Linked DNA regions of Capra hircus: region 1 is linked to region 2. The links are chromatin contacts, called in public Hi-C maps. All regions are on one chromosome and are shown on one strand. Each heading gives the region's core, a stretch centred on a gene start, on an enhancer-like site or on the middle of the called end of the contact. The rest is flanking DNA. Distances are from core to core; before and after follow the strand shown. Region 1 overlaps LOC108636348 (a long non-coding RNA gene). Region 2 overlaps NDST1 (bifunctional heparan sulfate N-deacetylase/N-sulfotransferase 1).

What was found. A called contact is a pair of places that touch in the nucleus more often than the background predicts.
Region 1: a Hi-C map of blood shows a contact between it and region 2, with 10 times the contacts expected there. The contact joins two enhancer-like sites. A contact is called at or near these places in 2 of 5 Hi-C or Micro-C datasets (blood and liver).

The regions. Positions count from the first base shown.
Region 1 is chr7:48,625,632-48,632,748 of ARS1.2, reverse strand. All of the region lies in intron 2 of LOC108636348 (a long non-coding RNA gene), which reads left to right. Among named protein-coding and RNA genes, the nearest start is that of NDST1, 18 kb to the right of the region's middle. Within about 2 kb of position 2,723, at least 1 of the 5 cell types and tissues checked has an H3K27ac peak or open chromatin away from gene starts, as enhancers often do.
Region 2 is chr7:48,539,791-48,547,120 of ARS1.2, reverse strand. NDST1 (bifunctional heparan sulfate N-deacetylase/N-sulfotransferase 1) reads left to right here. Exons shown (of 16, transcript XM_018050151.1): 10 at 1,733-1,829; 11 at 3,008-3,131; 12 at 5,169-5,343. Among named protein-coding and RNA genes, the nearest start is that of NDST1, 68 kb to the left of the region's middle. Within about 2 kb of position 4,745, at least 3 of the 5 cell types and tissues checked have an H3K27ac peak or open chromatin away from gene starts, as enhancers often do.

The DNA.
Region 1 (7,117 bases), core at 1,474-3,973, 88 kb before region 2:
ACTTTGGCCACCTCATGCGAAGAGTTGACTCACTGGAAAAGACTCTGATAGTGGGAGGGATTCGGGGCAGGAGGAGAAGGGGACGACAGAGGATGAGATGGCTGGATGGCATCACCGACTCGATGGACATGAGTTTGAGTGAACTCTGGGAGTTGGTGATGGACAGGGAGGCCTGGCGTGCTTTGATTCATGGGGTCACAAAGAGTTGGACACGACTGAGCGACTGAACTGAGCTGAACTGAGGATGGTCAGGGTAGGGTCCCAGGGAGCTGCCCCGCCCACCCCGCGGACTGCAGAAGGCTGGAATGCTGTCTTTCTCCTAGTTGTCCACTAGATGGCGCCCGATCACCAGGCCTCTGGGGGGACAGACAGGCTTTGGCTGGGGCTGGTACACTGGAGTGAGGATGGGGGCAGCAATAAGCTTTGTAATTTCCGAGCACCGAGGTTGCTTGGGGAGTGTAAACGTAAGTCAGCGTGTGTGTCGTCTACTTGGGACATGGCTGTGATTTGGCTTTGGTGTACATTCTCCCTTAGGGCCTCGTCACACCCCAGGAGCTCAGACTATTAGTTTTCCAAAGTGGAACGCTGAGACAGGAGAAGGTTGGTGCCGTGCCCAAGGTGACTTGGCTGGTTCAAAGTGAAGTAAATAGTGATCACCACCAGGCGTCTTAGGACAGATCCCAGCCACGTGGCAGGACCCACTCGTGAAGGACTTGCTGAAGTCCTCTGAATGGAAGAACAGAGCCCAGTGGGTTGGCAGTACTGGGATATGAATCCTGGGCATTTATCCATTTAGCATGTTTGTTGAGCACCTACTACTATGTGCCAGGCACCGTGCTAGGCATTGGTGAACGATAAAGCAACTGGTAACAGACATGCCCATGGACTGTACCCTACCAGGCTCCTCTGTCCATGGGATTTTCCAGGCAATAGTACTGGAATGGATTGCCATTTCCTCCTCCAGGGGATCTTCCCAAACCAGGGATTGAACCCTGGTCTTCCTCATTGTAGGCAGACATTTTACCGTCTGAGCCACCAAGGAAGTCCCTGAAGGCTGTCAGGGAGACAGCCAGAGTTAGCCAGCTGACAAGCAGACCCAAGAAGATTAGGGGGTTGGTGAGGGAGCCTCAGTCTTAGAATGGCAGCGACAGGACTCCGTGAGAAGGTGCAGCCGTGAGGCGGGCAGGAGAAACAGCGCTGAAGTAGAGGCTACAGCTCATGCAGAAACTGCCAAGGCGGGAAAGTGTTGAGGGGCTGCATAGGGATGGGGGGCTGGGGGGAGAGGGGAGGGAGGGGAGGTCATCCCTGGGGCGGAGTTGGTGGGGGAGAGGGTGTCTGACGGACGCTGGTGAGGGGTGTGTATTGCCATCTACATACCGTAAGAAGGGGGAGGAGCTGTAGGCAGGGCTCGCACAGTGTGATTTGCATTTCAAAGTCCACTCTGGCTTTGTGAAGATGACCACACAGGTGAGAGACGATGGTGGCTCACAGCATGCTGGCAGCTGCGAAGGTGGAGGACAGTGTCTAGGTTTGAGAGGTACTTTGGAAGTAGAATCAGCAGGATTTTCAGATGGATTGCATATAGGGGTGAGGATGATTCCAGGTTCCAAGCATGAGCAACGGTGGACAGTGGGGCCATTTCCCAAGGTGGGAGAGCCTGGGGAGGGTGTGAGCTGGGTGGAAGATGGGAAACAAGGTCAGGCTCTGTTATTTTGAAGCCACCCCTGTGAAATCCTAGTAGAAAGATGGGGCAGGAGTTGGGGCTCCTTGGAAAGGTAGAGACCGCTGAAATAATCTCCAGAGCCTCTGTTGTTCATTGTTCAGTCGCTAAACAGCGTCCAGCTCTTTGTGATCGCATGGACTGCAGCACACCAGGCTTCCCCATCCTTCAGTATCTCCAGGAGTTTGCTCAAAGCCATGTTCCTTGGATTAGTGATGCCATTCAACCATCTCATCCTGTCACCCCCTTCTCCTCCTCCTGCCTTCAATCTTTCCCGGCATCAGGGTCTTTTCCAGTGAATCAGTCAGGAGTCTGTAGATTGTACTTATTAGTCTTTAAATATTTAGTATTTATTTAGCTGCACCAAGACTTAGTTGCAGCGCTTGGGACCTTCTCTCTTTGTTGTAGCACGCACACTCTTAGTTGCAGCATGTGGGATCTAGCTCCCTGACCAGGAGCTGACCCTGGATCCCCTGCTTTGGGAGCATGGAGTCTTACACACTGGGGCACCAGGGAAGTCCCTAGGTTGAACTTAATGTCAAGGGCCTGGATGCGCTCACTCAGCCCAAAGGCCAGGCAGCTCAATAATGGGAGACTGTGAGGAGGGCCCCATGGCTGCAGGTGTGACGGGGAGCCTGCTGGAGGTGTCGATGACTGGTGGAGAGGGGCGGCCTCTGTGAGGGCGGTGCAAGGAAACAGCCCCTGAGGATGTGAAAGACCAGGACTCAGGTGGCCCTGGGGTCGCGTGGAGGAGCCGGACTTGCTGACTCTGCCTCTTTGTCTGCTGAGACCTTCCTTCGCAGGAGTGCTTCCCCCACCACCATCTGGCAGATGGCCCCAGGGACACAGACCCTGGTCCGGAGCTAGGGGGGAGGGCGGCCTCTGGCATGGGGCTGTAATTTCAGTTGGGGGCTGGGCTCCTGGGTTTCGGTGCCACCTGGTGTGAGGTTCCTCTTTCTGGCACCTCCCCCACGGCTGTCTCTGCTGACCGCCCCACCCCCCTGCTGCAGTTAGTGAGCCTCCCGCAAAGGAGGGGAGGCGGGCCAGGCCCAGGGAGTGCTCCCACCTGGAAGGGGCTGCCAAGTTTAATTAGTGCTTGTGAAGCCCTGGGACCTGCCTCTGAGAGCACCACCCCCCTCTCCCCGGACTTTCATCTTTGAAAATTCCCCACCAGCCTGGATGAAAAGGCCAGGGAGGGGCCAGGTATTAATAGTAATTATTAGTTTCACAAATAAAGAGGAGAAACAGGATTATCCCCAAGCCCAACCAACTCGTTCGCCCCTCTTTGTGTGCCTCCTTTCTCCTTCCTCTGGCTCCATTTCCTTTCTCTTTCCACTTTTCCTCCTCTTCCCCTCTCCTCCCTGCCTCCGGGGCTTGCCTCTTCTGTCTATCCCCATCTCAAGGCCTCAGGATCCGCCTGCCACCCCTCGGTCTCTCAGCTCTCTGTGTTGGGATATCCGGAGCACCAGGACATTGAGGGAGCACCCCTGTGCTTCTCTGGGGCGCAGAGGCAGAGTGAGCAGGCAGAGGGGGTGGAAGGGTGTCTGTGTCCATTCATTTATTCACTCACTGTTTTCCAAACAGCTATTGAACATCTGCCATGGCCCAAGCACTGGACTGGGCCCTTAGGACTCAGTGTTGGACAGGACAGACACAGCCCTGCCCTGGGGATCTCCCGGGGAGGCTAGGTAGTAAACAGTAAGCTGACAGGTTACACTTGAGGGCACAAATAGATGTCTGCTCAGTTCAGTTCAGTTCAGTTCAGTCGCTCAGTTGTGTCCAACTCTTTGCGACCCCATGAATCACAGCACGCCAGGCCTCCCTGTCCATCACCAACTCCCGGAGTTCACTCAGATTCACGTCCATCGAGTCAGTGATGCCATCCAGCCATCTCATCCTCAGTCGTCCCCTTCTCCTCCTGCCCCCAATCCCTCCCAGCATCAGAGTCTTTTCCAATGAGTCAATTCTTCACATGAGGTGGCCAAAATACTGGAGTTTCAGCTTTAGCATCATTCCTTCCAAAGAAATCTCAGGGCTGATCTCCTTCAGAATGGACTGGTTGGATCTCCTTGCAGTCCAAGGGACTCTCAAGAGTCTTCTGCAACACCACAATTCAAAAGCATCAATTCTTCGGCGCTCAGCCTTCTTCACAGTCCAACTCTCACATCCATACTTGACTACTGGAAAAACCATAGCCTTGACTAGACGGACCTTTGTTGGCAAAGTAATATCTCTGCTTTTGAATATACTATCTAGGTTGATCATAACTTTTCTCCCAAGGAGTAAACAGCAGCTGTGATGCAGAGCTAAGGGTGGGGCCCCCGTGAGGCTTGGGGATGAGGGAGGCATCCCCCCGAGGAGGTGACGTTCCAGCTGAGAGCTGAACAATGAGAAGGACCTCAGGAGAGAATTGTTGAGAAGTGTTCAGGGCAGGGAGAACAGCCTTTGCAAAAGCCTGAGGTCAGGACTGTGGACCTTGTGAGAATGTGAGAGGAGGATGAGGTGGCAAGAGGTGGGGTCCAGAGAGCGAGGCCAAGGTGCGCTGGGGCCGGTGGGCCAGCAGCCGGGCCCCGGTGCACTCACCGGGGCCCTGTACCTCACTGAATGTCCTGCTGCCCCTGTGTTGGAATTCTTATTTATTTATTTGGCTTCATCAGGTCTTAACTGTAGCATGTGGAATCTTTCATGCTGGCTCATGAGCTCCGGAGTGCTCAGAGGCTCAGCAGTTGTGGCACAGGGACCTAGTTGCCCTGCAGCGTGTGGGACCTTAGGCCCCCGACAAGGGATCGAACCTGTGTCCCTTGCATTGGAAGACAGATTCTTAACCACTGGACCACCAGGGAAGTCCCATTGGAGTTCTTCATTTTTAAGCAAGGGGTTCTTCTGCGTTTGCATTTTGTACTGGGTCTCATCAGTTATGTAGCTGTTCCCTGCTTGGGGATGGAGAAGGAGATGGCACCCCACTCCAGTACTCTTGCTGGGAAAATCCCATGGATGGAGGAGCCTGGTAGGCTGCAGTCCATGGGGTCGCGAAGAGTTGGACATGACTGAACAACTTCACTTTCACTTTTCACTTTCATGCATTGGAGAAGGAAATGGCAACCCACTCCAGTGTTCTTGCCTGGAGAATCCCAGGGACGGGGGAGCCTGGTGGGCTGCCGTCCATGGGGTTGCACAGAGTCAGACATGACTGAAGTGACTTAGCAGCAGCAGCAGCAGCTGCTTGGGGAGGTCAGCAAAAGAAGTGACTTAAAAAAGAAAGTAAATATATATAGAAATATGAAGGCTGGTGGGTTGGTGTTTGGTGAATGAAGGAAGGAATGGAGGAATTTGGGTGCACACATGTGTGAGCTCACCTATGAGGCTGTCACTGGGCCACGTAGGCCTGGCCAGGAATGCTACTCACACACAGACGTGGCCCTGATGTGCTCCTGAGTCCTGCAGCGCCTGCTACATTTCTCAGGGCCGTCGCCAGAGAGGCTCCAGGGGATATGTGCGCCAAGCCCAAAGCAGCACCGTAAACAGGGGTGGTGTGGCCAGGCTTCTTTCAGGCCCCGTTTGGGGAAATAAGGTGACTCCTCTACCCCAGCTGGAGGCAGCCCTGTCTTCCCTGTGAGACCCGAGACTTTGGAGCCAGAAATATTTGAGCTCAAACTACCTTCACATCCTCACAAGTGGATATGTGGATGCAGATAACTGGACTTCGGGCAGGTGATTTGCTTCTTCAGTCCTCAGTTTCCTCATCTGTAAAATGGGGATCACTACTTAGAATTTCTGAGATGATTCAATGTGGGAATGAAAGGGAAGATTTTGGCAGAGTCAGAGCTTGGTAAATATTTGTAATAATAATAATAATAGTTTTTATACCCATACAGTCTCTGGAGACTTGGGTAAAGATTTGCTTCTGCCCCCAAATGTCTCATAATCATGAACAAGTCTCTGAATCCTCCTGGTCCTCAGCTTCCTCTTGTGTTAAAATTGGGGTGATAACAAGCTAACTCGTCTCTAAGCAGGGTGATCAGGACAATCCCACACATTCACTGTGGAGCTTGTTTGAGAACTGATGTGCCCATATGACTTGTTGGCATGTTCCTGACCCCCACCTCCCCCATCTCGGGGCAGATTTTCTCCAAATATGCCCGTTCCTCGGAGAGAAAAGTGTCCCCCCGCCTCCCCACACCTCACCCAGTTCTTGGCAGTGCATGGAACCCAGTCCCTGGATTCCCAGCCCCGAGGGTGGTTGTCCTCAAGCTAGAAAGTCTGCCCGGGAGTGACCCTTAAGGTCAGGGTCTGAAGTTGGGCAAGGAAGAGGAAGGTCCACAGCTGGGGCAGCGTTGGCGCGGGGGAGGGGGGCGGGGGGTGAACTAAAGGCAAACAAAGGAGCTGGAGCCCCAGTCCCGGCGGTCTGGCTTCCTGCCTCCCTCTGGGCAGGAAGCAGCCAGAAAGCTGTGAGAATCAGTCTCTGACTAAGGGCCCAGGCGACAGTCTTGGAGTGGGTAGAGCCCCGACTTCATCTCCCACGTTCACCACCAAAAGCTGATTTTGGGAGCCTCCAGAACCCATGGGAAGCCCTGAGCAGCACCCAACACCAGCCTGGGAAGGGGAGCCCCTCCTGATAGGTGCCCTGGCCAGAGGAGACAGGAAGGGAGAGCTACAGGGTCCTCGGCCACCCGCGAGTGGAGACCCGGTGGGCGGGGAGGCTGGGTCTGTGTCCAGAGGCTGCGGTGAGCCAGCAGTGTGACCACCGGTCACTGAGCCTCTCTGTGCCTCAGGCCCCTCGTTGGGAACGAGGGGGTAATAGTCACGCCTTCTCAGAGTGTTACTGGGAGAACTAAGTGCCCTAAGATTCTTAACAAAGCCTGACACATAGTGAGTGCTTTGGAGAGGCTAGTTATTATTATGGGCTTTAAAAAAATGAGGCCATGCCGTGAGCCACAGCAGAGTCTGTCAGATCTCTGGATGGACGAGTTTGGCGCCCTCCCCGTTTTGATGTTTATTTTTTGGATGTGCGAGGTCTTCCTTGTTGTGCACGGCTTTCTCTAGTTCTCTAGCTGTGAGTGGGGCTACTCTTTGTTCTGTAGGTGGGCGGGCTCCTTGTCGCAGTGGCTTCTCTTGGAGCACAGGCTGTGGGTGCCCAGACTCCAGAGCGCATGGTCTTCACGGCCGCTAGAGTTGTGGCGCGTGGACTTAGTTTCCTCGAGGCATGTGGAATCTCCCCCGACCAGGGATCAAACCCATGTCCCCTGCATTGGCAGGTGGATTCTTAACCACTGAACCAAGCAGGAAGTCCAGCCTTCCTCCATATTTTGCTCTATGCTTGGCTGGCAACAGTCATTCATTCGTTTATTCAAGAAGTATTTATGGAGCATTTTTGTGGCAGCAAAGTGGTGGGGGATC
Region 2 (7,330 bases), core at 3,496-5,995:
GAGATCTCTAGTCTTTCCCATTTTATTGCTTTCCTCTATTTCTTTGCATTGTTCACTTAAGACTTTGTTGTCTCTCCTTGCTATTCTTTGAAACTCTGCATTCAGGTAGGTGTATCTTTCCTTTTCTCCTTTGCCTTGCCCTTCTCTTTTTTTCTCAGCTATTTATAAGGCATCCTCAGACAACCATTTTGCCTTTTTGCATTTCTTTTTCTTGGGGATGGTTTTGATCACTTCTCCTATACAGTGTTACAAACCTCTATCCATCGTTCTTCAGGCACTCTGTCAAATCTAATCCCTTAAATCTATTTCTCACTTCCACTGTATAATCATAAGGGATTTGATTTAGGTTATATCTGAATGGCCTAGTGGTTTTCTGTACTTCTTCAACTTAAATCTGAATTTGTCAATAAGGAGTTCATGATCTGAGCCACAGTCAGCTCCTGGTCTTGTTTTTGCTGCCTGTATAGAGCGTCTCCATCTTTGGCTGCAAAGAATATAATCAATCTGATTTTGATATTGACTTTCTGGTGATGTCCATGTGTAGAGTTGTCTCTTGTGTCGTTGGCAGAGGTTGTTGGCTATGACCAGTGTGTTGTCTTGGCAAAACTCTGTTAGCCTTTGCCCTGCTTCATTTTGTACTCCAAAGCTAAACTTGCCTGTTACTTAAGGTGTCTCTTGACTTCCTACTTTTGCATTACACTTCCCAGTGATGAAAAGGACATCTTTTTTTGGTGTTAGTTCTATAAGATCTTGTAGGTCTTCATGGAACTATTCAAGTTCATCTTCTTCAACATTAGTGGTTGGGGCTTAGGCTTGGATTACTGTGATACTGAGCGGTTTGCCTTGGAAATGAACCGAGACCTTTCTGTTGTTTTTGAGACTGCACCTAAGTACTGCATTTTAGACTCCTTCTTTGACTATGAGGGCTACTTCATTTCTTCTAAGGGATTCTTGCCCACAGTAGTAGGTACAATAGTCATCTGAATTAAATTCACCCATCTTTGCATGAACTCTTGCCATCTCCTGCTTGACCATGTGCAGTTTACCTTGATTCATGGACCTAATGTTCCAGGTTCCTGTGCAATATTGTTCTTTACTGCATCAGACTTTAATTTTACCACCAGACACTTCTGCAGCTGAGCATCATTTCCACTTTGGCTGTCTGCCCCAGTGGGGACTGTCAAAAACTAGGAGCAGAAGCTTGAATTGATGGTCTCACAGTTCAGACCAGGTGTCCACAACCTAGCTTTTAAGTCAGTATGGCCTGCCCTGTGGTCTATTTTTGTAAATAAAGTTTATTGGAACATGGCCATGCTCATTCTTGTACATACTGTCTGTGACTACTTTCAAGCTCCAATAGCAGAGACCGGATAGTACCCAAGCCTAAAATATTTAATAAACATTTCAAAAGATTTACTATACTTCATAAAGTTTTCTGACCTCTTGCTGACCTTTTAAATTCAACAGTGGGAGCCTGTGAGCTCCTGTTATGCGCCAAGTGCTGGGGTGAGCATTTTCTAAGGCTTTGTCTGGGAGTGGGAGACTGACCAGAAATCATTGCTGCCTACCAGTAGCTCAGTGTCCTGAGGTGGGGTGTGACAAGGACACGTGTAGTTACACTTGTCACTCAGGGCTGTAAGAGCCACACGTCCGTGTGCAGTGGGAGTCTGGAATCCACTCACGGAGTCCATTCTCCCGCCCCGCCCTGACATCTCTTCCACTGTCATTTCAGGATCCCTGCGAAGACAAGCGCCATAAGGACATCTGGTCCAAGGAGAAGACGTGTGACCGCTTCCCAAAGCTCCTCATCATTGGCCCCCAGAAAACAGGCAGGTCTCTCCACTCTTGACCAGCTTCCCTTACTGTCTTGACAGCTTCCCCTGCTGTCCCAGCCACACAATTCTGGAGACCGTCGTGCCCTGGTCCCACTCTCCAGTAATCTACACGCTCTTTCCCAGGAAGTGGGACCGAAGCTGGGGTGACCATGAGTTGCCCATCAGTGTGGAGGTGGGAAGGGTAGAGGTTGGGCATTGAATTCTCCTGTTGTGAACCACAGCCTCAGGGAGCTCTCTTGGTGTCCTCTTGGGAGTTTGGGTCCAAGCAGAGAAGCCCAGATCAGATGCTTTGCAAGACTGAGCAGTGCTTGGCAAAACTGGGTCAGGGCAAAGAGACCGTGACAAGTTAGGACTGTGTGCAGTGGTGACATGCACACTGCAGGGTATGGATGGCTGTTCCCATGTTACAGACAAACACTCCTGGCTCTCAGAACTTGTCACTTTCTCTAACACATTTAGTTAGAAGATGGCATATCCAGGTCTGGAACTCTGGTCTCTGTGCCCCCAAAATATATACTCTGAACCACCGAACTCTGAGGTCTCTTCTCTTCTGAAACCTCTCATTAAAGCATGTTAACTGTAGATCCGTGTAGGAAAGGAATGGACCCTCTAAAGGGAGAGGGTCAGCCCTGTACTGTTGAATGGGGAGGGAGTGTGAGTGAAGGAAGGGCACTCAAAGAGGAGGCATCTGGGCCAGATTTCTTAGCCCTTCAGGAATTTCCCAGCAGGCTGGTGAGTCTGGAACTCCCTTGTCCTTGAGTTCCTCCCAAATGCCAGAGAGGACCGAAGCCCAGGGCTTGAAGGGGCCAGCAGAAACCATCTTCTTCTGGGGTTTTGAGGGGACAGTAATCAAGTGGATGTGAATGCTGGAGTACAGTGCTGAGAAGGATTCTGAGGCCAAGTCTTTGTGATGAAGAGTGCTGTGATGGGCTAGTGATGTCTGCAGTGGATTCAAGAGTTGGGGCACCCACCTATAAGCTCTGTATTTGCCTGTCCTGAGTTTAGTGTGTTTCCCTCATGGTAGAGACGAAGAAACTAAACCCAGAGAAGAGAAGGGACTTTTCCAGTGTCTCCCAGCGAGTAACAGAGAGCCAGGACCAGAACTCAGGATTTCAGACTGTCTTTTCACTGGGGGCCTGGGCCCAGGTCTCACCTGCCTTCCTTCCCTGCAGGCACCACGGCCCTCTATCTGTTCCTGGGCATGCACCCTGACCTCAGCAGCAACTACCCCAGCTCCGAGACCTTTGAGGAGATCCAGTTTTTTAACGGCCACAACTATCACAAAGGCATCGACTGGTGAGTGGGTCTTTCTGTCAGCAGTGGGACAGGACGGCCGCCATGGAGGCTGCCAAGGAGGAGGTCTGCTGAGGCCACAGCAGGAAGCAGCTGGTGCTTGCTCACACGCAGCTAGTTCCTGTAAACAGGGACAGAGTGCGGTGACCCTTGAGTCATGATGTTGGAGCCTGTACACAGATGGGACACTTGATGAGGAAGCCCTTTGCCCCTTTGTATTATTGCCTGGACTCGGAATACTAGACGTTAGAGTCCCTCCCCTTCCTTGCCTTCACGAGTCCAAGAAGAGAAGAGGGACACGCCTGAGGCCCTGAGAGCTGAGGACAGAGCAGGGGTTAAAAATCCAGGTGTTCTGACCGGAAAGCTGGCCCTTTCCACTGCGTGTGACTGACCGTGTAGCAGGAGGCGTTCTTGTGAGCCCTTCAGAGGTGGCTTGTTAGGTCTTCAGGGAGTCTCCTGGGAGCGTGGCTGGAGTTGTAGATTCCTACCAGAAGCTGTCACCAAGAGGCTACCCCAGGGTGTGGGTGCTGGGGGGGATGCTTCCACACCGTGTTTCTTGTTTGCCTCTCCCTTATTTGTCTTTTCTAACCTTATACGTGTATTGTTTATCATTATTTTTATGTCTGTGGTTTACCTGAGTAGAGGCCTCATGGGCATTATTCTGTTTTCTGGTATTTCTTTGTGTATTACCAGCAGCCACTTTCTGTTTCTTCCTTCCAATCATCTGTCAGGCAATCTAGCTGTCTTTTTCTCTCTCTGATACTGCCACAATCTCTTATCTAAAATCCGTTGTAACCAGATGCATGATTGGAAGTCACCTCTTTCTGGATTTAGAGGGACATAGCATATTTAACAGCACCTTCACCAAGGTCTGGGGCAGCACCCATTAGCAAGTTTATTAATATATCTGTAGCAAAGTATGTGAACATTTATGCCAGGTAAGATTCTGAAGTCAGGGTTTGCTGCTGGATGGCTTTGCTACAGACTTAGCAAAAAAGCTTCTTTCTCAGAGCTTTCTCCCTTTAGGTATAACCAACAATGAACTGTGAACGTAAAGGTGCTATTTTGTAAAGAAATTTTGGAAATGTGAGAGAACTAGCAATTTCTCAGCTCCACTCCAAATATTTTGTTTGTAGGGGTACAGAAATCCCCCAGGCCCCCGGGTAACTCTGAAATCTGATAAATGGGTCTCTGGGACCACCCAGGAGAAACCTCGCCTCACAGGATAGAGTAGGGATCCTATGCCCTCAACTAAGACGGGCTCTGTGGGCTTTGGTTCCCAGAAACTTCCGAAGCTGTAGCTCCGTCTTGCGTGAGTAGGTGCCCCTGGGAGGGTCTGGAGTGTTTATTTTCTTTTCTGAGGGGCCCTCAACCTAGAGGTGATCTCAGAGGACTGGTGTGGACAGTCACTCTGGGCGGGATGTGGGAGGTTCATCTGGGAAGCTGTGAGGTTCACCCATATGAGGCAGGCGGAGTGTGGGGGGACAGATGGTAGGCAGTCAGTCACCTCCCCTCCTTGTCTGCTGGTCTACAGTAACAGCTTAGAAAGTACCATCAGGTCAGGAAGGAAACCCTGCAGCCTGGAGGCAGCAGAGGGCGTCCTTCCCCTCAGTGCTGGGGTTCCCGGGTCAGAAGCGTCCCCGCTCGCCCCCTAGTGGCAGTAAGGGTTAGGGCTCTGTCAGGTTCGCCCTGGGAGCATCCCGTTTAACAAGAAAAGACACACCCCCTTCCCATGCGTACACACCTCCCCCTGCCCCCAGCCCCGCCACACACATCACACCCACAAGTCTTCAGATCCTCTTGATCCTGAGGTCTCCCCGAAAAAGCAGCTGATTCATAAGGAGTCTGCCAGTGGCCACTCTGCCTTGGATCCTGGCAAGTAAGGGATCCTGGCAAGTAAGTCCTCGTTAGACCCAGAGCAGCGTGCCTGCTTGCGTTCTCACGTTCCACCCCTCAGTGAGCCTGGCCTTCCCGGCTGCATTCCCCAGGCCCCTCCTCCTGAATCTTGCCTGTGAGCCCTCTTCTGTGGGCTTCCTGCAGGTACATGGAATTCTTCCCTATCCCCTCCAACACCACCTCCGACTTCTACTTTGAGAAAAGCGCCAACTACTTTGATTCGGAAGTGGCTCCCCGGCGGGCAGCTGCCCTGTTACCCAAGGCCAAGGTCCTGACCATCCTCATCAACCCAGCGGACCGAGCCTACTCCTGGTACCAGGTGAGCTGGGGAGGGGCCCTGGGCAGTGGCACGGGCTGTGTCCTCCACTCAGCCACTAATAAATATCAGCGAACACTTTTCCTGCGTCGTCTTTGTGCTCACCCTCAGCTGGCTCCTGCAGTGCACTGGTGGGTAAGAACAGGGTCCCCTCCACTGTGCTCCCAGCCCAGAGGAGCAGCCGGGCAGAAATCCATGCTGAGTCCCAGCCAGGTTACCTGCTCCCCCTCCCAGCTTCATCTGGGGACCTGCTCTGACTCTGATTCTCCAAGTAGAGGTGGAGGCTGGTTTTGTCTTGCTGAAGCCAGGATTTGGCGAATAGTGATCCAGGCTTCATGCTATCTGTGGCCGCCTCACTGGGCTCTGGGTGGGGCTGGGAATTCAGAGAGGGACAGAACACAGGACCTGCCATTCCTAGTGGAGGATGCAAATGCCTGATCAGGGAAGGAAGTTACCTGGACTGTGGTTTGTGTGAGGGAACACAGCTTCTAGTTTCTACTTGATTGTGTAAGAACTAGAATTTCCTGTAATATCAATGACCTGACTGAATTTTTTCTGAGCACCTTTCCACTAGGCTTATAGGAAAGCTTAACCTCGGGTCTTTTGGGGGGTTTCCTCCCCTACCTGCCAGTCTTGCTGGAATTATGCTTATGCCAGAGTGGGGGGCTTCCTGCTCTAGAGCTGGTCCTACTGTAGGCCTGGCTACTCTCTGAGCTTCCTCTCTGGGGCTTCATTGTGACCACAGGCTGGTAGGAGTCTGGGTGCAGATCCCCCAACAGACCTCTCCCCTCCTCTCCCTCCCAAGCCTGGTTACCCTCCTTTTCTGGTGTACAACCCCACTCTTCCTCTCACTTATCTAGGACTTTCTGTCTATACCCCAGTATTCTTTCCTCTGGGCTTTGATCCCGGGGGAACAGAAGCCATTTCTCTTGCGTGCCCTGCTGCCCCCTACCCTGTGCCCCGGCAGTGAGCAGAGACTGACCATCTGTATTTATGAGGGGAGGAAAGAGGAAGGAGAGGGAGGCTGAGGGAAAGCAGCCCTGGGTGGAGGCATCCGGGTTCTGTCCTAATGCACCTCCTCCTCTAGAGGGCGGAGAGCTTTGTGTCTCCTCTCACAGACAGGTTCATCAAGCCGGTGACTAGCTCAAGTTCATGTGCTGGCGTTTTGAACCCAGCTCCTCCAGGTCTAAGCCCCTGTTCTTTCTTCTGTCTGTGGCTGAGGCGGGATAAGGAGAAGGGGGGCTGATTCCTCCCAGGACGGTCCAGGGAGGTCCAAGGAAGGGAAGGGAAGGATGATGGCCTGCTTCAGAGGGGAGATCAGGAGGAAGGGGGCTGTCCCCCAGTCCCTGGCCCAGGCTGTGTGTGATGCTCAGTGAGGGTGTGGGGGCTCCTGAGGGTCACCCCTGGTGAACAGGCTCGTGATCTCTGGACTTTGGCACTCTGCAGATGCTGACTGCCTGGGGCATTATTTCAGGTGCTTCAAACCTGGTGTTTTCCCCTTTCCAGTTCTTCCCCAGTCCTTCTGTTTTAGTCTGCTTGGGCTGCCACAGCAAATATTATAGATTGGGTGGCTTAAACAGCAGCATTTTTTTCTCGCAGTCCTGGAGCCTAGAAATCTCAAGTCCAAGACTGAGGTACCAGTCGGTCTGGCTCCTGGTGAGAGCTCCCTTCCTGGCTTTTAGACAGCCACCATGTCACTGTGTCATGGCAAACCACCTCTGTAGTGTCTCTTTGTACCAGGGCACCAATCCTATCACGGGCTCCGCCTGCCTGACTGCATCAAGGCTTGGAGCAGACATTTGTATCTGCCTGGTGTGTGAGCACATAGCTTTATTTTTATTGTATTTATGAATGATTACCTTTATTATCTTTATATACGACAGCTGGTTCTAGTTTTCTGTCTGTGAAGGCAGTATTGAGTTTTATTTTGAAATGCATTTATGTGAATAAGATGTGTCCACATAAAGACAATCCTGTTGATTTGGCTTGC